Linked DNA regions of Mus musculus: all the other regions are linked to region 1. The links are chromatin contacts, called in public HiCAR-type and HiChIP or PLAC-seq maps. All regions are on one chromosome and are shown on one strand. Each heading gives the region's core, a stretch centred on a gene start, on an enhancer-like site or on the middle of the called end of the contact. The rest is flanking DNA. Distances are from core to core; before and after follow the strand shown. Region 1 holds the start of Dtnbp1 (dystrobrevin binding protein 1). Region 2 overlaps Gm33489 (a long non-coding RNA gene). Region 3 has its middle 20 kb from the start of Gm33489. Region 4 overlaps Gmpr (guanosine monophosphate reductase).

Evidence for each region. HiCAR-type assays count read pairs that join an accessible place to other places. HiChIP or PLAC-seq counts read pairs in DNA pulled down with a chosen protein or histone mark.
Region 2: a contact with region 1 is called in an H3K27ac HiChIP or PLAC-seq map of embryonic stem cells, with 7 times the contacts expected there. The contact joins the enhancer-like site here to the promoter of Dtnbp1 in region 1. A contact is called at or near these places in 2 of 39 promoter capture datasets (embryonic stem cells and neural stem cells), 1 of 15 datasets of contacts at CTCF or cohesin (large pre-B cells), 3 of 115 datasets of contacts at active chromatin or transcription factors (embryonic stem cells and stem cell-derived neural progenitor cells) and 1 of 9 other capture datasets (embryonic stem cells).
Region 3: an H3K27ac HiChIP or PLAC-seq map of large pre-B cells shows a contact between it and region 1, with 3 times the contacts expected there. The contact joins the enhancer-like site here to the promoter of Dtnbp1 in region 1. A contact is called at or near these places in 1 of 39 promoter capture datasets (neural stem cells), 4 of 115 datasets of contacts at active chromatin or transcription factors (astrocytes, embryonic stem cells, large pre-B cells and 1 more) and 1 of 9 other capture datasets (embryonic stem cells).
Region 4: a contact with region 1 is called in a HiCAR-type map of astrocytes, with 2.1 times the contacts expected there. The contact joins the enhancer-like site here to the promoter of Dtnbp1 in region 1. A contact is called at or near these places in 1 of 484 Hi-C or Micro-C datasets (cortical neurons), 6 of 115 datasets of contacts at active chromatin or transcription factors (astrocytes, bone marrow-derived macrophages, embryonic forebrain and 3 more) and 2 of 9 other capture datasets (embryonic stem cells and liver).

What each region holds. Positions count from the first base shown.
Region 1 is chr13:44,999,008-45,004,789 of GRCm38.p6, forward strand. Dtnbp1 (dystrobrevin binding protein 1) reads right to left here and starts at 3,089. Exons shown (of 10, transcript NM_025772.4): 1 at 2,910-3,089. The coding sequence starts at 2,965.
Region 2 is chr13:44,015,498-44,021,279 of GRCm38.p6, forward strand. Gm33489 (a long non-coding RNA gene) reads right to left here. Exons shown (of 4, transcript XR_382281.3): 2 at 2,904-3,076. Among named protein-coding and RNA genes, the nearest start is that of Gm33489, 27 kb to the right of the region's middle. Within about 2 kb of position 3,489, at least 46 of the 459 cell types and tissues checked have an H3K27ac peak or open chromatin away from gene starts, as enhancers often do. A contact at or near this core is called in embryonic stem cells, neural stem cells and stem cell-derived neural progenitor cells, where this site is marked.
Region 3 is chr13:44,062,409-44,068,190 of GRCm38.p6, forward strand. No RefSeq gene overlaps it. Among named protein-coding and RNA genes, the nearest start is that of Gm33489, 20 kb to the left of the region's middle. Within about 2 kb of position 3,488, at least 80 of the 459 cell types and tissues checked have an H3K27ac peak or open chromatin away from gene starts, as enhancers often do. A contact at or near this core is called in pro-B cells, where this site is marked.
Region 4 is chr13:45,525,842-45,531,623 of GRCm38.p6, forward strand. It overlaps Gmpr (guanosine monophosphate reductase), which reads left to right. Exons shown (of 9, transcript NM_025508.5): 5 at 3,867-3,948. Among named protein-coding and RNA genes, the nearest start is that of Gm34582, 3.4 kb to the left of the region's middle. Within about 2 kb of position 3,205, at least 81 of the 459 cell types and tissues checked have an H3K27ac peak or open chromatin away from gene starts, as enhancers often do. A contact at or near this core is called in astrocytes and bone marrow-derived macrophages, where this site is marked.

The sequences.
Region 1 (5,782 bases), core at 1,839-4,338:
TATATATAACCTCTATCTAGTCTGTAACAATTATCACTGTACATTGCATTTCCCATTACATTGAATGGAATGTAGATATGGTGGCCTCTTGTAGCTTCCTCCCCTTGGGGAGACATTTTCCTGTCCCTAGGGTCCCAATGACAAACCAAGACAGAATACTCAAAGTTCTCTCTGGGGAACCATTGAGTTTATTGAGCTTCCTTACAGAGCACAGGTGAAGTGTTACTATAGGGGTGTGGGTACGTCTCCCCAACATCTGGAAAGCCTTTACCCTGGAGGGATTCGGCCTCCCATGTGGTGACAGGGGTGGAGCGCTCTCTGGAGGCTGAGCACAACTACATCTGCACAAAACACAGCAGGCGGGGCAGGGAGCGGCTGGATACTCAGGTGAGGTCCTACAGTCAGCCGGGCCAGCTGGCATCAGGCTTCCGCACTTGGGAAGCGGCTGAATTCCACAAGATGACAGTTTCCTGAGAGTCACGGAGGACATCGGATGGACATGGTTTACTCACTGAGGTGTCCTTCTCTTAGGAGAACAGTAAAGCAGCCCGATTTCGGGGAAGGGGATAGAGAAATGTCTCAGCAGTTAAGAAGACCTGTTCTTCCAAAGATTCGAGTTTGGTTCCCAGCAACCACATGGCAGCTCACAACTGTCTGTCACTCCAGTACCAGGGGATCCCATGTCCTCATCTCTCCTCTGCGGGCACCTGCACATACATAATATACATACACAGAGACACACATACACATGGATAAGAGAAATTAAAAAGGGAATTTGCCTGGAGTTAAGGCTCCTGCAACATAAAATTTTCAGAAACGGAAATGAGCATAAAATCTGAGAGACACGGCTCCTGCTAGCTCTTAGGAGCAAGGCGACTCACATCAAACTCAGAGCAAATTGAGCGAGGACACTTGCTCTACCTACCAAGGGTCCTGCAGGGACACCAGGATCACTCTGATGGCCTTGGGAGGTGACTGCCATGGCTCAACTGAACCCCTCAGTTTACAACAGAAACAGGTACTCAACTTCTGTGCTTGGTTTCTTAGCCAAGGCCAAAGTGGTCAAGTATGTAAAACAGACTAGATAAGCCCTCAGGCAGGAACATGGGAGGGCTAGAAAGATGAATTCTGTTGTGGTTGTTTTGTTGTTCCCTCAATAAAGAATGTGAAGGAAACCGAGGTCCTCAGCAGTTGGAGCAAGGCCCTTTCACTGGCAGACACACACAGCTTGAAGTCTGTTACATTCCCTTCAGGGGAATAGATGCTGGTGCAGTCTGCTGACCTGTCTGTCAGCTAAGTATCCTACAGAGAACAACATTTTCTCAGGATTTTGTCTAACTGAGCTGGCCCCAGGCTATGACATCGATTTCCAAGGGGTCCTAACCGAAGCTCCTCAGCTTCTGTCCCTAACTAAACTCTGAACCTTTGGGGGCTGTACAATCCAGAATCCACGCTCCTAAACTAACATCAAGCCCAGGGGTGACTTCTGAGACATACATGTGATCTACACTCTTAGCAACTACCAAAAGGGACTGCAGAGACACCCAAAAATTCCTTGAAGGAGTAACAGAAGAGTATTCAAGTGGGTGTTAGTCAAGGCCACTCTCGTGCTACAAGCAAGTTATTACAACAATACACCAAAGTTTTTAAAGTTTACACTTAAAACCAGAAGTTACTCTTCCTAAACCTGTATTTAAAAAAAAAAAAGCAACCATGAAAAAACCTCATCACTGAATAATTCCTTAGGCGCCCATAATCGATATTGACAAGACCACAAAACTAAAATCATCAATAATGCTTTATATACATTGGACACCTTCAAGTATCTGACAGCTTGTTACTATTCAACAGGCAAATGGTATAAAGCAGTTTTTTTGTTCCACGAGATGGGAGATCGGCTGTCATTTTTCCCATTAATTATTAAAGTATAGCATTATGACAAAGGTGCCCTCACATCAGGAACATTCGCCAAACATATGACAGACCAGCAGGGGGGGATGGTGGTGGATGCCTGAAATCACGTTGCATTGGGGCAGCTGAATCAGGGAGTATTCCCACCAGTTCAAGTCTGATCTAGGGTAAAGTATCTGTGAGGCGCTGTCTCAAAACAAAAGCCTGAACAAACCAGAGGGATGGCAGATTCTTTACAACGTGACTTTTTGTAAAGCAATAAAAGGAATTATAAACGAAAAGCCATACAAACAGTGCTTCCTGCCTATTTAACACAGCCACTAATAGTCCCATTAAACTGCGAGCGAGATAAGCACCATCACTATCTTACAGTACAGTAAGCAGAGACAAGAGACCCGGTAACTCGCAGTCAGGTTAAGAGGTAAAATCCTACAATAGTGCTTTAGGCAGCCTGGTACCCACTCAAGTTCCCCGACTTTGTAGCACATCGGAATCCCGTGACATTCCAGCTTAACCCAAGCTCAGAGAGGGCGAGAGCCAGGAGATTGCGAAAGGTTCCCGGGGGCGTCCAAAGTTTAGGCAACTCCGGGTGTGAACAGCTCCGCTCCAGTTCTGTCCCTCTGGGCCCAGCTCCTCCGTCACGGTGTTAAACCAGGGTAAAGGCAGAGAAGGCCGGAGAAGGGGTGGTCAAGGATCGGGCCGAATGGCCCGGTGTCCCCGCTGAAAGAGGAGGGGAAGGCGGGGGCCCGTGAGTCCTGCCCCGGGGTAGGCCGGCGGGCTTCCAGAGCAGAGGACACAGCCTCTCACGTGACCATCCTGCCCCGTCAAGCAGAGCTGCCCCGCGACAGGGCAGGAGGGCATCCCTCCCGCTGCGACCAAAGTGACTCGGTGCCGCCGCCGGGACACCGGGAAGTTCGTTGTCTCCGCGCGCCGACCGGACGGCAGCCCCGCGCCCACGCGCGTGGGGGAGCCCTTTCGGCCGCCCACCGCGTACTCACCCGGAGGTGAAATCCTGCTGTACGCTCAGCAGCCGCTCGCGCAGGGTCTCCAGCATCGCGTCCCCTCCCTCAGGCCTCGCGCCACCGCGCCCTCGGACGCCGTCGGGCGTCCCCTCGCCCCGCGCGTCGGCTCTCGCTTCACCGCGCCGCCGCCGCCGCAGCCTCCCCGGCCGCCGCGCCTTCCGCGTCCCCGCCCCCCTCCGCGCGCCCGGCCGGCGCAGCCGCAGTGCGGCGCTCAGGGGAGGCTCGCGCGGCGCCGAGGGGCGGGGCCTTCGCGAGCGCGCTCGCCCGCTCTGCAGACAGGGCGGGAAGCCGGCCTTCTCCAAGGTTATGACTGCTTCTTGGAAGGATGATTTCAGGCCCCTGCATCCTTTAGTTGAAGGGTTGGTTGGCTTTCGAAGGTCGGAAGAGCGCTGCGGGAATCTCCTGGGTGGCTGCGCCTCCCTATAACAACACTGCTTTGGTACTCCGTATTGGGGTTTGTCGGTGATGATCACCTGTCTCCAAACCCTTACTTTGCCCACTCTAGATCTTTGACTGACCCCGTCAAATTTCTGTGCCCTTCATCTCTCCATGTTGCCAAAGCCATGTTTCCCCTCCTCTGCCCCCTTGTGGGGGTGGAACTCGGTTTCTTGCATACCAAGGCTCTCCCACTGAGCCAACCCTCTTTATTCTGTGCGTCAATCTTTTCTCAACCTTTCAGTTATCCTCAGAGCAGTTGCTCACCTTTTTTCTTCCTTTCATCCCTTCTGTCCCAAAACTACGTGCACAGACTCCTCCTCCTCTCTATGCACTTTCCCTGGGCTAGTCTAGCCGTCATCTATTGTAGGGTACTCCTCTGTTTTTGCTTGCCCCCTTCCTTTCCTCTCAGTTGTTTCACCGCGTTGTCCCCGGGACATCTCAAGCATCCTTTGTGGCATACTAGACAAGCACTCTGGCAGTGGGTGACATCCCCAGCCCTTCCACGTGGAAAAGGGGATTAAAACACTCCGAGCCTTTTCTACTCAGGAAAGACGACTACTGAGCTAGGAAGTTGGATATTTAGTCATGCTTTTTTTTTTCCTTGAGTGCAGACTTCCAAAATGAGGATTCATTTTGCTTTAAGACTGGCTACCAGGGTGACACCCTCTTTTTTAAATGACAAGATGGTCAAGGTTATAAGAGGTTCAGTATCAGGAGCTCAGCTTCTCTATCAATATTAGTCATGTGTTTCATTAGCTGTATCAAAATAGAATCGAGGAGTTAGCTTCCTGCTAGGGTTTGCACGTAAATTGTTTCTACAGATTTATATGCTTGAACTCTCTTGTGTGAGAAATATGGACCCTCACTTCATAATAAGAGCCCCGTAGACTTGGAGTAGTGTAAGTGTGGCAATTCATTTTTGCCACTTGGCAAAGCCAGGCACCAGCCCAGAATGGCAGGCCCGCTGAGCATCGAGAACAGCTTTTGCAACCCCAAAGCAGGGCCCTTTTCCCCTTTAGTCTTTGTTTGAATAACCAGGAGGATCCAGTCTTGTGCATCATCTGGGTTCCATCTTTCTCCCCTAAGTTTTTCATCTCCTTTGCTGCTTATATTTGTCTATTTTCAACAAAGACTGTGACTGTGTTCATCTCTGCACTTCACATTCCGTTTATTTTAAAGTTGACCAGCCATGTGACCTTAGCACATCTGCAGGTCCTTAGGCAAGCTGTGCTGTTAGTAATTTTCTACTCTAACCTCTTTTGTTGAGTTGAGAGGGTAACAACAGGCATATAGTGTTTTCTGTTCATTTCTAAATGAGCATCAAAGCACTTTTCAAATTTAACCATTATATTATTATTATTATTATTATTATTATTATTATTAATTTCTTACAGGTGCCAGCTTAGAGAGCTGATTTGGGAAGTTGTAGAATCTCTAGGAGATTGTGTCATTTTGGGGAGGCACTCTTGCCTTATAGCTCTGGCCCATTTCTTGTCTCTCCTGGCTTCCTGGTGGCATGAGGTGTTTCAGCTGCACACTCCTGCTATGGACTCTTGTGTCTTCTCTCTCCTGGTGGACTGTACCCTTTTAAACCGTGAGCCCAAATAAATCTTTCTTCCCTTACATTGCTTCTGCTCAAGTATCGAGTCCCGTGATGAGAAAGAAATGGCTAGCACATCAATTTGTCCCCCCTTTTATCTCATTTCTGAGTCAGTTCATTTAAGAATGGGCCGTGCTGCCGGTTTGAGTGCTTTTCTATGCAGAATAGTACCTGCTGCAAAGTGAGTGACCACACGTAACATAATAGCCAACAAATTCGGGAAACACAGATAAGATACTAGGAGCTATTAAATCTATTTTTATTTAATTCAATTGAATTAGTCTACAATAAGTTATGGATTTACTGAGGTAATTCTAAGTAAGGAATTTTAGCATAACATCAAAACATACAAAAAATAGTTTCAAGTTATTGAGAAAAAAACCACAGCTTCACAAACTCAGGCCAATTATATCTATGTTGACTGCCACTGTTTATTTGCATTTTGGGTTTGTATTTCACGGTGTTTAATGGGCTCCCTTAGCCAGGTTTAATACATGTGAAAACATTTAAAGTGAAAATTTATATTTTAAAAAGTTTTTTCCAAATATTTATTTATTATTAGACATAAGTATATCGTAGCTGTCTTCAGACGCACCAGGAGAGGGCACCCGATCTCATTACAGATACTTGTGAGCCATGTGGTTGCTGCGATTTGAACTCAGGACCTTCAGAAGAGCAGTCAGTGCTCTTACCCACTGAGCCATCTCAGCCCCAAAATGAAGTTTTAAAAAAATGAAATTAGACGGTTTGGCAAGATGGCTCAGTGGAGTGGATAGAGGCACACTTTCTACCAATCCTAATTCTCCAGGAG
Region 2 (5,782 bases), core at 2,239-4,738, 980 kb before region 1:
CTTGACGAAACGGCTCTAAATTCGAGGAGGAACGGAAAGCAGCTCAGTCCTGACTGTAGTTTAGAAGGAGGTTCCTTTCATTGAACATTTTCAACTTGCTCCTTTCACTGATAGGCTACTTCCTGTGAGATGTTTGCTACCCAGCCAGTGACGCGGCTCAGCTGGCAAAGGGGCTTGCCATGCAAACCTGGACGCAGTCCCTGGAACACGTGTAAAAATGGAAGAAGAACCCGGTCTACATTTATCTTCTGGGCACCTACACCTGTGCTGGGAAACACATATCTCTCCCTCTGTCTCTCTAAGACCCTGTCTCTGTTGGTCTCTCCGTCTCTGTCCCTCTGTCTGTCTGTCTGTCTGTCTGTCTGTCTGTCTCTCTCTCTCTCTCTCACACACACACACACACACACTAGATTAATTAAGTTTAAACTGTCAACTGTATAATCTTAGAGAAAAATGACTCAATTAAGCACAGGTGATTTGGAAAAGAATTCATACACATGTGTAAACAGCTGATGACCCTTGGTGGCTGAGGTCTAGGAGACTGAGAGACACAGGAGCTAAAGCTGGAGTGAGTGGGTTTCCTAGTACTGTGAGGCATCTATCAAGACCTCCATAGCAGGGATGTGGTCCCCACAGCCATCCTCCCATCAGGTCAGATTGGAAAATCTCCGACCAAGCTTTAAGGCAGCTTTCAAGATGGCAGGCAGGGACTCCTAGAGTAGCCATGAAGTGTAGAACTCTTGGTCCCCATCCCTAGGGTAGCAGGATGATCAATGCATTCCTCAACCTGCTAGCGCTGAGATGGGGCAGACTCCTGTAACAAAAGATGCCCAGTAAGAGAAAAACAAACAGAAGTTTAATAACATGCAAGCCTCATGCGTACATCAAAAGGCACCCAGGGAAAATAAGTAAGTCTCGTGGAACTGATTTAAATATCGCAGAATACGTAAGTAAACAAAGAAGCAAGGGAAGCCCAGTGCCAGGAGCTATCTGGGGAAGGCATGGTGGTAAGAGTAAGGCTTACTACGCAGACATACATTACACCTTCCCCCATAGACGGCACTCCACTGACTGGTGAGTAATAGCCATCCTTCTTGTCTGGGTACCAAGAGGGATGGAGACTACAGAGGCACATTTCCATTAGAGTGTCTTTTTCTTGCAGGTGGTTTTTAGAGCCTCTCTATCTACAGCTCTTCCAAATATGTCAAGAGGACTGGTTGCAGTATACAACAAATAACAAAATGATAAGATGCCCAAGCCCCTTCAATTAGATAGCACTGATTGACAGTCTCCCAAAGAGGCCCCACCCGAATTAGACACTCAACAGGGTTGACTGACTGACGAGAACTTCAGTGATGGCAGAGATGTTAGAATGCTACAGGGCCAGAACCAAACTCTCGTGGTCTGTCGTTAGCCCTCTCAATAGCCACATATTGTCACCTCTGCACACACAACCTTCTGACTAGTGGGTAAATCCTTTTTGAAGGGATGAACAACTCTCAAAGCCTCCACAACCCCAAAGCTAAGCATATCAGGTAACCTCTGAGACCTGTAGCATCATTTTCTCATTTTGTTGAAACTCTCTCTACCTGATGTTGCCACCAAAATATTTCAACACTGTGTTGACTTGTGACTTTGTTGTCACTAGAAAAACTTCACGGAGCTGTTACCTTGTTGGCATTTAGGCATGTGTGTTCCCTGGCTATGGTCGCTCATATTTGGCTCCAAAAGAAACTATTTATACTGTCTGAGTTGAAAGCTGTATTTTGTTTTTTAAAGAAGCATTGACAATAGCATAGTATTTACATATAACCAATGTATGTGCTGCAGATCTTAATCAGTAGATGATTATAAGTACCTAACATGATGTAGATAATATGTAAATAGATACCATATTATTTTTAGGTAATAATTACGTAGAAAAAAATCCTCTGCTTATAATCAGTGCAGATTCAATCCCCTCTTCCTTCCCCACAATATTTGCAAGATTGGCTGAGACCCAGGATATAATGTATATGGAGGACCAACCATATTTCAAGGAGGGATATTCTGGTCTCATGTATTAGACACTCATCTGTACCAGACTTTCTGGACACCACCAGTAGGCTAAACTACATACCACTGTGCTAACTACAAGGGTGGCTATGATTTCTTCATCACAAAAGTCACAGAGTGATCACTGTTAATGACTCTGGATCCTCGATAGCTATGGTCAGAGGCTCGATCAATGTTTGCTGCATCGAACTACTTCATTGTTAACACTGAGTTGCTCAATAAACAGTTGCTACTTCGGATGGCTTGAGGATGAGACGGCCACTTCTCTCTCCGGTGTTCACAGGAAGGGGAGCATAAATGCGATCAACAAGCTGACATCGTGGCACTTAGCAAGATGGAAACCAGAAGAAGTAGGATGGGAAGGAGGTTAGGGGGGCCGAGGAGGTTGCGGGGGGGGGGGGGAGGACACATGCTCTAAACCTGATAATCCAGAGGCAGCTTTACCTGTCCCCTCACTAACAGCAGCAAATGTTTTCTGCAAGCCAGAAACAGCAATAGAACAGAAAATTCCCATGCAAGATTACACCAGAGGTGAAGTCCCTTCTGCCCCCATGATGGCCTCTCATCGAAGCTTCCATGGGGACCCTCTTTAAATACTGACACCAGCATGCCAATTAAGAGCCTGGTTTGCAGAGGGACAATGGAATAGACTGGGCTTCATTTTCCACCTCTGGCTGAAAAAAGCAATGGGCAATGGAGTCTTCTTGAATAGCCCATGTTACACATCCATCCCAGCTATAGAACACCAGCGCCATAGATAACAAAAGGGGATAAGAGATGGGGGAATCAAAAATTGCAGAGTTCAGCTGCCACGGGGGAGGGAGGACCCCAGAGACCAGCAGACTAACCTGTTTGGACCATTTCTGGAACTTGTTAGCCCACATCGTCAGTGACGGGCAATGATTGCTGCCTCCCAGAACCCACGCAGCACAGTAACTCTCAAGCTTTCTTCTTCTGCATTATTAATCACGCACGTGGAGCCTGAATTAGCAGGTCCGGGTGTTAGCTTTACGTGCAGACTCTGCAGTGTACAAATTAAAGAGGTTTGCTCTGTTCAGTGAAAACACACTATCCATTCCCCACCCCACCCCCGCCTTACATTCCCCCTCACCATTGGCATTCTAAGCATGTTTTGTGTATTTTTAAGAAGTTTCCGAGTAGGTCAAGAATGTTAAACCCTTCCCCATGACAATGATTACTCTATGGACTGTGTACACATAGAGAAAAAGATATATATACACAGTGTGTGTGTGTGTGTGTGTGTATGTATGTGTGTCCTCGGTGTCTCAGCCTTGTGGATTCCAGCTTCCTATTGTGTTTTAGCCTTTTACTGGTCGTCTCTTTCTCCTGCAGAAAGAGATTACAAACACAATCCCAGGACTTGCAAATAGAGTGCTGGGTGTCTTTTGTTCAGCTTCCTGTCCAGTTGTAACAACCTTTGTCATGGTAATGAGCCACCAGCAGTTCCTAGCCTGCAAGTTCTCTCCAATGCAAGGCAGTGAGTGCTGAAATTCTGGTGAGGTTATGGTTCCCTTCCCTGCCTGCTTCTGCTGTCCCTGGATAAAGATGGCTGGAAAAGTGGGCCCTCCCCTCTGCTTCAAATGCCCAAGAGTTCTCAGTGGAAGTGGATAGTTTTCCTGGTTTTGAAGGGTTCAGACCAGAGATAGCAAAGAATTCTGTCTGGGAATCTGAAAAAGAAAGTATGCTGTGCTCACTTCATCTAGCTGCTCTTGAGTAAGGGCTACAGTGGTGTGTGTGTGTGCCTGTGTGTCTAGATGTGTGTGTGCCTGTGTGTGTGTGTGTGTGTATGTGTCTTATGTGTCTGTGTGTATCTGTGTGTGTGTGTGTGTCTGAGTGTGTCCATGTGTATCTGTGCATGTGCCTGTGTATATATGTCTGTGTGAGTATATCTTTGTGTATATGTGTCTGAGTGTGTCTGTGTGTATTTGTGTGTCCATGTGCCTGTGTGAGTTTGTGCCTCTCTCTCCCTCTCCCTCCCTCTCTCTCTCTCTCTCTCTCTCTCTCTCTCTCTCTCTCTCTCCCTGTGCCTGTGTGTTTGTGTGTGTGTGTGTGTGTGTGTGTGTGCCTGTGGATGTGTTCCTACTCTAAATTGGATTTTTCCCAGTTGAGACAGAGTGGCTTTCATGCCTCAGTCAACAACCTATGCTATGTTTGGCATTATCTTTGCAGAGGGGCACAAAGAAACACAGGGACTGGGCTCATCCCTCTGATAGGAGTTTGTGAGGGTGGCAAAGCCTTTCTCCTCATGTGGTGAGCTTGATTTGGGGGTATAAAGTGCTGGATGAGAGTCACCAGTCTCACCCGTGGCTTCCAAAGCGCATGGGAAAGAGTAGTAGTGAGTAGATTCCTGAACAAACTATGAGAAATGAACTTCCACAAGGGGGAGGGGCCCTGAGGGACACGAACTGCGGTGTCACCCTGCTTTTATGGATCTTACACTTGGGGTGTGATGGGGGTCCTTTTCTGAGAAGCAGGCAGACTTGTAAAACTGCATGCCTATGTCCCCTGAGCCATTGCACTAGAGGTTGGGAATATGGGAAGGAAAACTATGCTATCTCATTAAAGGGCTAGTTATTTTACCTCTCTTTTTAGCGTGGCTGAAGGTGAATCTGCTCCTCGGTGGTTCCTTGGCCAAGTGATGGGTATGACCCTGGATGGAATGTTAGGTCTCCACCAAGGCCAGAGATTAAAGTCTCCTGACCAGAAAAAGTTTTCCTTAATGGACTTTTATTGCCACAATAACACTTGAATGTTTATTTTTCATGTGTTATGTGTTTGTAACCTTTGGGCTCTTCTGCATACTTTGAAATACACACTGCCATAGCTACAGCCACTCTTCTGTGCTACAAAATGCTGGAACTAATTACTTACTTACCTATATTTCTAAACATATAATATGACTTTTGGGTTACATTTCACCAAGGAATAGACCGAGAAATACTTATTTCTGACTTTAATCATGAGAATGCTGCCTGAATTTCAGGTAGGGTCCTAAAACTTAATTTCTTATAAAAGTTACTTCTCTTCTTCTGTTGTGGCTTTAACTAACTAATGCCTGCAAGCCACAACGTTGTCTCTGCTAAAAACTACCGACATCCTAAGAGTTTACAAGATGACTTCATCTATATCTGTTTTTTGCTATGTATGAATCATTTATTTCATCAAATTCATGCCTTGTTAATTCGATGGCTTTCTTTGTCACAAAGCACTCACTGCTGGGGTGGGTGGTCTCTGAGGTTAGAGAATATAAAGGGGTTTTTTATTTTCCCACCAAATGCCTCCCTCTACCACCCTAGGGATAAAGGAGACTTGAGAGCCATTTAAATTGGCCTTGGTGGCCTTGCCGATTGAAGCTAAATGCTAGCTGTGATTGAATTTATGTAAAGCACCTTGTAAGGGGCTGGGCTCAGAGCCACCTCCCAGTATTTGTTAGGGACTTCCCCTTAATGTTGGATACCTGCAGTTAGCAATCCAGCGACATCTCGGAGCTGTTGTGATGTTTAGTTAACTACTGCATCCTCGGTTTGAGTCGGAAATCACCGGTAAAGCCCAAAACAGAACCAAGGAGAGGCCTAGAAGTCGACCTGCAGCCCAACCCCCTCCCTTCAGTGGGATGCCTGCCCCCTTCTTGGCAGGGCAAGAATCAACCTCTCAGAGCAATTTCAGAGTTCTGATCCATGGTTTCCACCCCCAAGGAGAAAGTGTT
Region 3 (5,782 bases), core at 2,238-4,737, 940 kb before region 1:
AAGGCAACCTCACTGCACACCTTCCTAAGCAGTTCCTTGGAGCCCACTGCTTGTTCCTATTTCTTAGGGTTTGTCTGACTTTCCCCATTCTATTTTAGCTGCACGGGAAGAAAGAAGAGAGAATGGGTAGCCTATTCAGCATCCCACGGTGCAGAAAACATCTGGCACATCTCTTTCCCTTGTCTGGCTAACACACAATCATCACCTCGCTGCTGCTCAGAGTGTCTGCCTGTCCATTCATGGAGACTGAGGACACAAGCCTACAATAGCCTGAGCCTGGAGCCTCCCATTGACAAAGGATGGGACTCCACACTGTAGGGTATCGGTAGTGGTGATTTCCATTTCAAAACTGCACTTGCCAGACTTGATTTAAACAACATGACTGTCCTCAGAGATGACACTTGGCTGGTTGCTCTTCGAAAGGCTTCCACACACTCTCTGCAGGAACCTGTGAGCACCATTGCCCATTGCTTACTACTGTCACTCAGTTAGTCCAGACGACGGCCACACACAACTTTCTGCAGCAACATCCTGCCAAGCTGTGGAGCAAGAGGACAACCCCAGAGATACCTCTAATAACAAGCCAATCAAATCAAAATGTGCCTTTGTCCACTCCACTGTGATTCCAGTCACCCTTTCTTCCCAGATATCTCTTTTTAATCTAATTACATACAATACTTTTCACTTTAGAAAAAAAAACCATGTTAACTTCTGTCGTTAACAATCCTGTTCTCCGTTTACCTGTGAGCAGGCAACCAAGTTTTCTCCTCATGTAAATGCCACAGCGGTTTGCTTTCTGTGTACAAACTAGCATATATGTGTGGGGTTTTTTTCTATCTCCCTCAAGGTCAAAAGATTACTATCTATAGACCTTTCCATTCAAGCTTTTTATCCTCAGCTAAGAATCGTACAACCTGTCTTCTTGCACGCACCCGAGGAAAGCCAGTTCTAATCACCATGGAAGAGGAGCCATCCTGCTTATACTAGGCACTGTGAAAATGCCACTATTCGCAAATGTTTCATCCGCTTGGCAAATATACAATGCAGCACAGAGAGATTCACCGCAGAGGCAAAGGACTCTGGGGGTGGGGGTGGGGCAGAAATGGAATGTGCTGAGCTGCTAGACAGTCCCTGTTCTACCACCGACCTTCGATGTCTGGGTGACTGTAAGGACTGGGATCTGCCTTTGCCTTTGTACAGAAAGGTGTCTCAGACCTGATTCAGACCTTCATTTACCGATGGGATAACTGAGTTGGAGAAGCAGAGAAATGGAGCAACCATGGTAGTGGCCAGGAAGTGGCTATGTGATCATGCTGCCAAGAGCAAAAATCCTAAAGAATGACTTTATAAGCCAGGTACAGTGAGTGATGCACACCTTTAATCCCCGTGCATGGGAGGCAGAGGCAGGTGCATCTCTGAGAGTCTGAGTCCGTCCTGATCAACATAGTAAGTTAAAGGCCTAGTCTCAAAAAAAAAAAAAAAAAAAAAAACCAAAAAACAGAAAACAGAAAACAAAAAACAAACAAACAAAAAACCCAAAAAACAAACAAACAAAACACCCAACAAAACCAAAAGAAGATGCTACATGAGCATCAGACTCCTGAGCCAATATGCTGCTAAGGAATTGGAATTCCTTCAGGAACCTCATGCTGGAAGAGAGAAAGGACAGTGTCCTGGTATTATCCAGAGTGTGAATTAGATCACACTCACTTCTGCTAACTTACAAAAGCATCTTGCAGGATACACTGGAGCTGAGTGGCTGATGGGTGGGGCCACATTGGACTGCTTAGTTATGCATGCCTCTTGCCTTCTATTTCAGCCTAAACCTCCAGTCAGAACTTCCGAATATGGGCTGCAGGCGTGGGGGTGGGGAGGTGTCACTAGACATCTTTATCTGTCCCTTCTTCTCATGTGGTTGTGCTCAATTGATCCCCTTTCTCTGCTTCTCTTTACTTCTTGTCTCTTCAATTGCCCCCCCCCCTCCAGGTTGGGTTGGTGCACCTAGATGTCGGGGTGCATGCTTTGACCCTAAAAGCATTGATAGCAATTGGAACCCAAGTGTGCTGATGCTGATTGAAACAGAATCTGAGTTAGCGTGGGTAATAAGGACCACCAGCCACCGCAGTTCAGCAGCTGAGGTGTAGTTGAATCTTATCATCCGTCATGACTGGTGGCTACTTCCTACCTCTCTCTCTCTGTCTCTCCTGTCTCTCTCTCTTTGTCTCTGTCTCTCTCTGTCTCTCTCTGTCACACACACACACACACACACACACACACACACACACACACATTTCCAAAACCGACATTTGCTTTGAAGGTTGGCCTATACCTAGGCCAAACATAAAGAAGTGTCTAGAAACCAGCACCCCCTTCTCTGCAGCCCCTGTCAAGCTCTTTCTGGGTTCAACCATAGCTCAGGAACAGACATTACCTCATGTCTCAGCACCCCATCTCTGGGCAGGCTCCCCCTTGCCCTCTCTCTATGCTCTTCTCAGGGAGAGAAGAAGGGGTGCCATGTTGGCATGCTGAGAGGAGTGACTTTTTTTTTACTCAAAGGCAGAAAAAAATTACATTTAGTTGAAGGGTAAAGACAAAGTCAAGAAGATGCGTGTGAGCCCATTTCTTGCTTCTTTCTTCAGACGAAGCTTTGCCTTTCTTTTCTAGCTTTGGATGAATGAAGTTGTCACAGTCAGGTCGCTTTCAATAGGGTCTCAGAAAAAACGCCTTTGCCACCCTAACTAACCTCATTTGGCCAGGGCACACATTTAGACGTCTTTCTCCAATTTCTTTATTCTACACATATCTTCCCCTAAATATTCCCATTCTTGCCTCCCGGTGGTATGGACCATTCTTTATAAAGATTATGGCTTCTTAGCCCAGCTCTGTATTTGCCCCCAATCTCTTACTGCCACAGAGCAATGGTACATGTGAAGGGGACAAGAGACAGCTAAGACCTGGTAGACCTGTTATAGGAAGAGAACTTTGGCGGAAACAAATTGCTGTTTAGTTAAATGTAAGTTGCTTCCTAGAGTTCACCTGCTATATATACATGTTTAAAAGAAAATACTCTTTTTTTTCTCTCTTAATGAATTATGCTGCCACCCCTAAAATTGTCTTTGACAGGTGACAGTTGGCCAGTTTCTTTTCCTTCGCTGCCTAGCATCACAGGGTGAAATGTCTTCATCACCTGGAAGCTGTGTGCCAGTGTGGCCAGGTCACAGGCTTCCTTGGTTTTCCACTGTAACTATTGCAACCGTCCCGCATTCTGGTTCCTAAGACCTTCTTCAGGAAACCACACCAGTGACCTTCAGAAGGCCAGAACTCTTCACCCTGAATGTTTGAGCCTTCCCTCTCTCTTAACGCCTGGCTTTCTGCCAGCTGAAAGCAGAAGGCCGTTAGAGATTCTAATCTCCCGGTACAAAGTCTCTTTGGCATCGACAGTCAGATGTCACCTGGGGTCACCGTGGCCTATTTGAGGTGCAGAGTTCTGGGTAGTTTCAGTTGTGCTTGCAGCCGATTCAGAGAGCAAAAGCCGAAGTCTAACAGGAAGGTTGGTTGTCTGAAGTGTGCTAAAAATACTTTGACGTTTGTTGCTTGTGAATGGTTATTTTTAGTCTGAGGAAGTGGATTTAACATAGACCCGGGGGCCCGGTCGTGGCTGACAGAACCAGTGAGGTGTGCACCTGGATAAAGCCGTCCATTTCTGTCTGTCTGCTCCACACTTCTTCCTATGTATGCCCTGGACATGGAGGAGGACGAGACAAAACTGATTCCAGGTCTCTGTCTGCAGCGGGACCTCTCTCTTCCTCTCTGAAGCTGCTGGCCGATGAGAGGCAGGCCAGATCCAGAAGTCAACAGCTGGGCTTCAGACCCCACGAGGCACTGTCCCCTCTGCTAGAGAATACAGTCTGTGGCTTTTGAAGCCTCTGCCCTGTAGTGCTGGGCTCAGTAGAGTCTAGGTGGTTGGTTGCTAACAACTGTCACCTAATTGTCACATGAGCAGGATAACCAGACTCCTGTCCTCTAGAAGGTTCCTGCCTCATTGCAGCCTCTCCAAACTGAAGAATGAGCAGGGAGTTGGGGTACAGGTTGGTTCTTTGGCTTCTCATTCCTTGTAGGTTGACTGAGCAGTAGGGGAGGAATGGCCGTATACTGAATACCCTCCTGGTATGTCCCACTTCTATGCTATCAAGCAAGGTTAGTTACTGAAGCAAGTTAAGGTAAAGAAGCAAGAGGCGAAACCCAGAGGATCTCAAGTGGACCCTAACTGTTGTACCAATGGCAGGGGCTAAGGAATGGCAGATTAGGAGTGGCCACTTGGATCCCACTGTACCTGGGACTGCAGACTGTCTTAGCAGAGCTCTCTCACGGATATTGTGATGAACCAGCTAAGGGTTACTGCATCGTTCTTAGTCCGCTTGTGCTGTTCTAGCAAAATGTCACAGATCAGGTGGCTTAAACAGCAGGCATTCATTTCTTACAGTTCTAGGGGCTCAGAAATCCACGACCAAATGCCATTCAACTGCAGATCCTGGTCACACTCCCTGGCTGCCTTCTGGCTGTGTCTTCACATGTCCCTTTCTCTCTTCCTCTGAAGGGACAGAGACCTCTGCTGTCCCCTTCTCTTCTTGTAAGACCAACAGCCCTACTAGATTGGGGCCCACCCTTGTGACCTTATTTAATTTGAATTCCATCCTAAAGATCTCACATCCAAATAGTCACCGTGGAGACTGAGACATCTACACACAGACTTAAGGAATGGGGGACACACTCTGGCCATAGCTCCTGCAGCCAGGGAACCAACTGCAGCCAACTTTGCTGTTGGGACCCTTTCACACTTTGGGGGTACTCTAGGTCCAGGTATCCCAAGGAACCCCCATGTTCCTTTGTCAGGAGACTATGCTCAGGCTTCTGGTACTATCTTGAAAGGACAATGGTGAGAGTTGGCTTCCTTTCATAAATGATAGTTTTTGACCAATGAATGGCGGGCAGGAAGGAAGCAAAGATGCTCTGGTTTTTTTCAGCCTCTGGACAGGACAACAGCAGCTGTCTAGAGGAAACTCAGAGATTATATAAGTCACATCCCAGATGTCCCCTCCCTGATCCCTCCCCTGAGATTTACCCTGTCCCAGCATCTTTCTTCTTTGTGCTTCCCAGAGTTCCTGAGGAGGGCTTGCGTCTGGAAAGCCCAATAAAAATAAACAAACAGTTAAGGTACAAGACCCAAGACCCAGGTCTGAGCCAGAAGCCCCTCTGCTCAGATGTCTCCTCTCCACTTTAAGGTTTAGGCTCGCTACAGCATTCCTAAAGATCTGTAGTAAATGAAAGGCCTCACTGTGGAACAGCAGCAGGTAAAGGCTTTTCTGCTTTCTGGAATCTTCTTGACCATTCTAGCTCAAAGTCAGCACTAGCATCCTAGAGGAAACCCTGCTTCATTTTCTTAATTATCTCAACCTGGGCCTCATCAGCCAAAGCTTCCATTCCAATCACATCAGCACACCTGGTGTCTGCCTCTCTTCTTACTGTAGATAACAATGCTAAAGGGACCTTTTGTGGTTTTCTCCATCTTTGAAAAACTTTCCTAAAATAGCTTGGATTCCCTTTGCCTTGTTTGCCTGCGTCTAAAGATTCCTGAGAATCCTGACCACACTTTCAGAATTCAGCAGGAAGAGTGTTGTAGGGAGTTGGCTATCCATGTGCTTCCAAGGCTTCACCCCTGGAAGAGAGGCCAATTGAGAAGAAGGGGAAAATAAGTCAAGTTAGACTGTGAGCAGCATCAGCC
Region 4 (5,782 bases), core at 1,955-4,454, 530 kb after region 1:
CTCCATGCTTATGCACATACAACATGTGTTCTCTCTCTCTCTCTCTCTCTCTCTCTCTCTCTCTCTCTCTCTCTCATTCCCTCCCTCCCTCTCTCTGTCTCTGTCTCTGTCTCTGTCTCTGTCTCTCTCCTTCCCTCCCTCCCTCCCTCCCTCCCTCCCTCTGTCTCTCTCTGTCTCTCTCTCTGTCTCTCTCTCTGTCTCTCTCTCTGTCTCTCTCTCTCTCTCTCTCTCACACACATACACACACACACACACACACACACACACACAAACAAACATGCAAAGATAAAGTCAGGCACCACTTCTCAAGATGTTGCACACTTGGCTGGTGCTAAGGGCCACGCTTGGCCTGTTTGTAAACTGGGGTGAATTGTGTGTCATCCTCAAGAACAAAAACCAGAGGAGATTGAGCAGTGCAGGAATGTGGGGGCGGGAGGGGGTGGGGGGAGAGGGAGCAAGTGCAGAGCCAGGGTTTGTGAAGAGAGAGCATGGCAGAGGGAGCAGGAGTTCCCATAGACTTCTGGGCGGCCTCCAGCAGCAAGGACCTCTGCAGTGCCTGCTGGCCTGCCAGGAGGTGTTTAAATGCTCGCTCCGGTTGGTTTCCCCAGCAATAAACGGAAGACTTTGGCAAGGTAGATGTTTATGCCTAAGCCATTCTTTGCCTGCGCTGACCCCTGAAATCTGTGCTCCATTCAGAAACCTTCAGTGTATGCCCATGCCTCTGGTTCTTGGTGGTTTTTGAAAATGTTAATTCTCTCTTCTCTGGCTTTCCGAGGCACTGTAAGGAGGAGTTAGCATTTACCCGGGGCTCTCTGAGCTGAAGGGCTCTGGGTGAATGAATGTCTAGTGGTTTTAGAATCATGGGAGAAGCTGGCGATTCCCGGCCTTTGCACCAGGCCAGCGTTCCTCTGAACAGTCTGTTTGCTCTTCACCTATGGCCAGCTGGAGAAGGGAGGCAGAGGTGTTGGCTGAGAGAAGCTTCTAACCTTCCTAAGTATTTGCCTGCTGAAAATTTTAGATACTCTTTTAAGTGGATTAATACAGACTCAGCATGTCTATTATCTCCCCTCCCCCTCTTCCTATTTAGGTTTTCTTGTTGGTACTGGGAATTGAACATACAGTTTCAGATGCTTACACAAGACTGTCTTGTGCCACCTCCCCTCCTCCCCCAGGGACTGAACCCTGGGCTTTGAACATACTAGATGAATATTCTATTAAGCCACACCCCCAACCATCTTTTTTATTGCTTTTAATTTTGAGATAGGGCCTCACTACATTGACCACACTGGCCTTAAATTTGTCATCCTACTGCCTTGACTTTCCAGGCTGTTTGTACTATGGGCAAGTGTCACCATGTCCAGGAACCATTTCTTTTTAGATTTATGACCTTGAATATGAAACTTGGTTTGTTTCCTGGGGTCTATCAGTCCGCTTCCTGATAAGACCTGAGAAAAAAATAAGGCTCACGAAATTACAGTTCATGGTCACATGGCTCTGTGGTTTCTGGGTCTGTGTGGAGGTGAACATCATGACATGGTGTATTTGGGGGAGAAAAAAAAACCATGTACCTCATAGGAAGTAGAGACTGGGAGCTGAAGATAGTAAGAATAAGACACGCCCTCCAAAGATATGTCTCCCCTCATCTGCCACTTCCCCCAGGTGGGCCCCATCGCTTGCCCTTCCCACTCCCTCCTAAGGGCTCATGAACTTAGGAATTCATCAGTCCACGGCTGACCCTGATGATGCAGTAGTGCCCTCAACTTCCCCAAGCCCCATCTGTCAATACTGCAGCACTGTGGACCTAGCATTTGCCTCTGAGCTTTGGGGACATTTCCGATAGAAACCATGCCACTGGGGCAGTGGGGATGCCCAGCAGAAACTCCCTCCTGTCTGCATCAGTGTCTCAGATAGGGCACATGGTTTTCGTCTCGTCACGGCTGCCCGGGAAGTGAACAAGCACAAGCTACCGTAGTGACAGGGCCTATCATGCTTCCAGAGGCTGTCACACCCTCAAGCCTGTATCCACTCCCTACACAAGGTAGGGATGACATGATGACAGACAGCAGCTTCTTCTCTTAATCACCTTTGACCAGGCCCTCCCTACCCACAGACCTAACTCCCATGGCCAGAGGGCCACCTGTGCATAAACTTCACAGTGAAATCTGTATGTCACTTTTATTTCTGACTAGGTTTTATCCTCTCTTATCTGAACTGGCTCTTCATAATATCCTGTAGAACTAGTCCTGTTGGAAAAATGAGCGTTTTTCACTTTGCAAATGGCACGTCTCTGTGTCTAAATCTTTGGCTGTTCTTGCAATGGCATCATTGGGAGAGAGGCTCCGAATTCATGGGACAAGTGACAAGCACACTTTTGAGGTTCAAATTTTTTTCCAGGAAAACTTGTGCTAGAAAAGATATCCCACCAGTAGAAAGAATTAATGTGAATATTTTTTAATGTAGTGTTCAAAACCTCTGATGATTTGGTAGATGAAAGATAGACGCCTGCTGGCATATAAAGTTAAGTGCATGACATTAGCCATATCTGTTTCTTTTTGTTTCTATTGTCTTTTTTTTTTAAATGGAGCTTATGAGTTCTCCGTATATTCCAGCTGGTCACCCTTTGTCATAGCTTTCCCCTAGCTGGCTGTTGGTTGACTGGATCATCTCCTTGCATGCACATTATTTTTGTATAGATAGCTCTAACTGTGCCTTTACACTACCCTGCAGTTAATGGGGAATCAGCTTGGCCTTTAACCCAACTCCATCTTCCATCTGTGACGTCCGTCATCATTGTCGGATGACAGCTGGTGCTTATAACCAAGTAGCTTCACACTGACCTTGTCACCTCTTTCTAACAACCTTTTCTGTGGAGTTCAGTTATTTTGTAGATGTTAAAAAAAAAAAAAAAAACAAGAATATTTCCCCCAGGGAATTAATTCAGCGAAAGGACACTAGGGCTTTGGTGGGAGTAGAAAGAGTAAGGATGTGTTTTGCAAAATGTGACTTTGTACGGTTGTGAAAACCCAGTGAAGGGCATCTTGCCAAGCATCCTGGGTACCAGCTGAAGAATCCATGGGGCAGTGAGTTGTAATAAAAGGGCTATTTTTGCTCTTTCAAGATCCTGCAGTCAGAGAGCTTGTACTATTTCCAGCATAGATGCATTCTTGTAGTTGATGGATTCTGCCACTTCCTGGCTTGCAGGTCTATTCTTAGGACGGAAGCACCACTCCATTTGTAGACAGAGCCTGTACCAGTAGCATATGGCCCATCAGGGCCTGCTGCTCTTTCGTACCAAGGTGGGAACCCCAGCCTAGGGCCAGACACCACGAGAAGGTCAGTTTTTTAACCATGGCTTTTCAGGTTCTGTAAAGATCCTCCAGGGTTTTTGCAAATGCCTAAGTAGCCTTGCGCCCATTGCTAATGGCGTTTTTGATCAGCCGAGTGTGCACCATTGCTTGTGGATTTCGGGTCCCATAGAAGATTTTTGTTTTGACCTCATCAGCGTTGAGCTGTTCCATATGCCCTGACCTAGACACTCATGGATTTTCTGTTTCTAAACTTGTACATTTCTGTAGCTTCCATGCAATCACTTCACACAGGTGACTTTTCAAGAGGGGTCTCTGCTATCAGCTTCTGGCTGGAATTTAGTAGAAATGGAAGTCGGGGACACATTCATCGAGGCTCAGACCTAATCAACTTCAGAATTGGGGGCACTGTTTTCTTTTTGTCTCCTGGAACTGTGGTAGCCTCAATACACACATGCCCTTGGAGTCAGGAGTGAACCTCCCCACTGGCCACTCTGTGACCTCCCATACCTGCCCCAGAGTCATTTCTGGTGATGGAGAGCCCTGTTCTTCCTGTCGCAGGCAGGGAACGTGGTGACCGGAGAGATGGTGGAAGAGCTCATCCTCTCTGGAGCAGATATCATCAAAGTGGGAGTCGGACCAGGTGAGACCTGTCAAGAGCACAGCAGGGTTGACTGTGGGGAGCAGGGGCCTTGGGGCTTGGGGCTCCTGGAAGGAGGCTACATGGGAACCGTAAAGTACTCGCCCAGAGGTTCAAGGCTCATTCCTTTGGAAGATCTGATCTTCCCCGGGGAAGCTCCTGAGATGCCACTGAACTGCCCTCTGATGACCCCAGGCTCTTCCTACACGAGCAGACATGTGGTTGTGTGGTGAGGTTCTGACCAGAGTGTTAGTGTGGGAGAGCAGACTGCACAGGTCACTTTGAAGAGAAAGGTCTGTGGGGAATCCACGAGAACAGTTAATGAACAAGAATGGCTACGTCCATGTGAATGTTTGAAGGACCCTAAACACTTGTGACTAAGAGGCCACATTTGAACATGACCTGTGGCCCACTGGCTCCCCATGTGATACTAATGCACTGCTCAGGCACTAGGGCTAGCCGTAGGCCTCTTGAGTGAAGAAACCAACTAGAGCCAGTCCAGCCTTAACCTGGGAGTTGCAGTTTCTTATTGGGACTGGCAGGTGTTTGCTTTCCTGTTTCCCATAGCCAAGCCTACATCCTCACTGCCGTGTTTTAACATTCTGCCCTGAACATGCATCATTACCCAGATACTAGCATCAGAGTGAAGAGAAGAAAGACTATAGACACTTGATCTGGGACTAAAAAATAACAGCAGATCACATGCGCGCGCGCACACACACGCTAAAAAGCAACAGCCTTCTACCCTCAAAATACAGTCTTTTAAGAAGGAATCAGACAGGAATCAGATGCAAGGACCATGTAGGTGTGTGCCATTGTAGGAAGAGGACCCTTGTGCTGTGACCCAGCATAAGGAGGAGACTGTGTGAGCGCAATGATTGGAAAAATGGTCCGGTCGGCTCACAAAGCAGGCAGGCTTTTAACCTACAGGGAGACTTCAAGCTCTGCTGTTACCTGTGGTTTTCCTCAATGCCACCCACTTAGGCGGTTAATAACTTTCTGAGCAAGAGAAACGGTCCCCAGGCTGCCCCAAAAGCAGCACTTAGGGGACCCCACAAGTCCTGCAGGAGGAGCAGGAGGATGAGAGCTTTGGTGGAGCAGGAGTGACGGTGACTCACTCATGCTTGAGTTGCTGCATTCTTTCCATGCTATTTATAGTGTTCTTGTGCATGAGGCCCCTTCTCAGTGTCAGGCAGACGGGAGTGTGAAATCTCCAGAGCTTACTACCCAGCAGGGAAAACAGACCCCAGCACTCCCACACAGATAATGACTGAAACCGACTCCTCAAAAGACAATGTATGTGTGCTGCACAGTTTCCCTGGGGCCGTGAAATTTTAAGGTGGAGCCCTGAAAAATGGGGAAGATGTGGGAGTAGGGAGTGTTACGCGGAGAGGGAAGGGGAAGGGGAAGGGAGACAGGAGCAGACAAGAGAAGAAGCAGGTGGGACATGTAGGTGGGTACTCACTTGATTAGAAGTGGGGACATGGGACATAGGATCGGGATACTGGTGTTCCCTGGACCTGAAAGAACACAACCAGGACTGAATGGGACACTGGGGCAGGAGGAGGCAAGGGAGGAAGATATCCACGTGGTGGCAAAAGCCAAGTTGACCCCAGGTTCTGGGCAAGTGGTTCTCAACCTATGGGTCACAACCCCTTTGGAAGTGGTCACATGTGAAGAATCCTGCCTATCAGATATTCACAAGGATCACATGTCAGATATTCTGCCTATCAAATATTTACGTCATGATCCATAACAGTAACAAAATTAGAGTTATGAAGTAGCGATGAAATAATTTTATGGTTGGGGGTCAGCTCAGCATCAGGGAATGTATTAC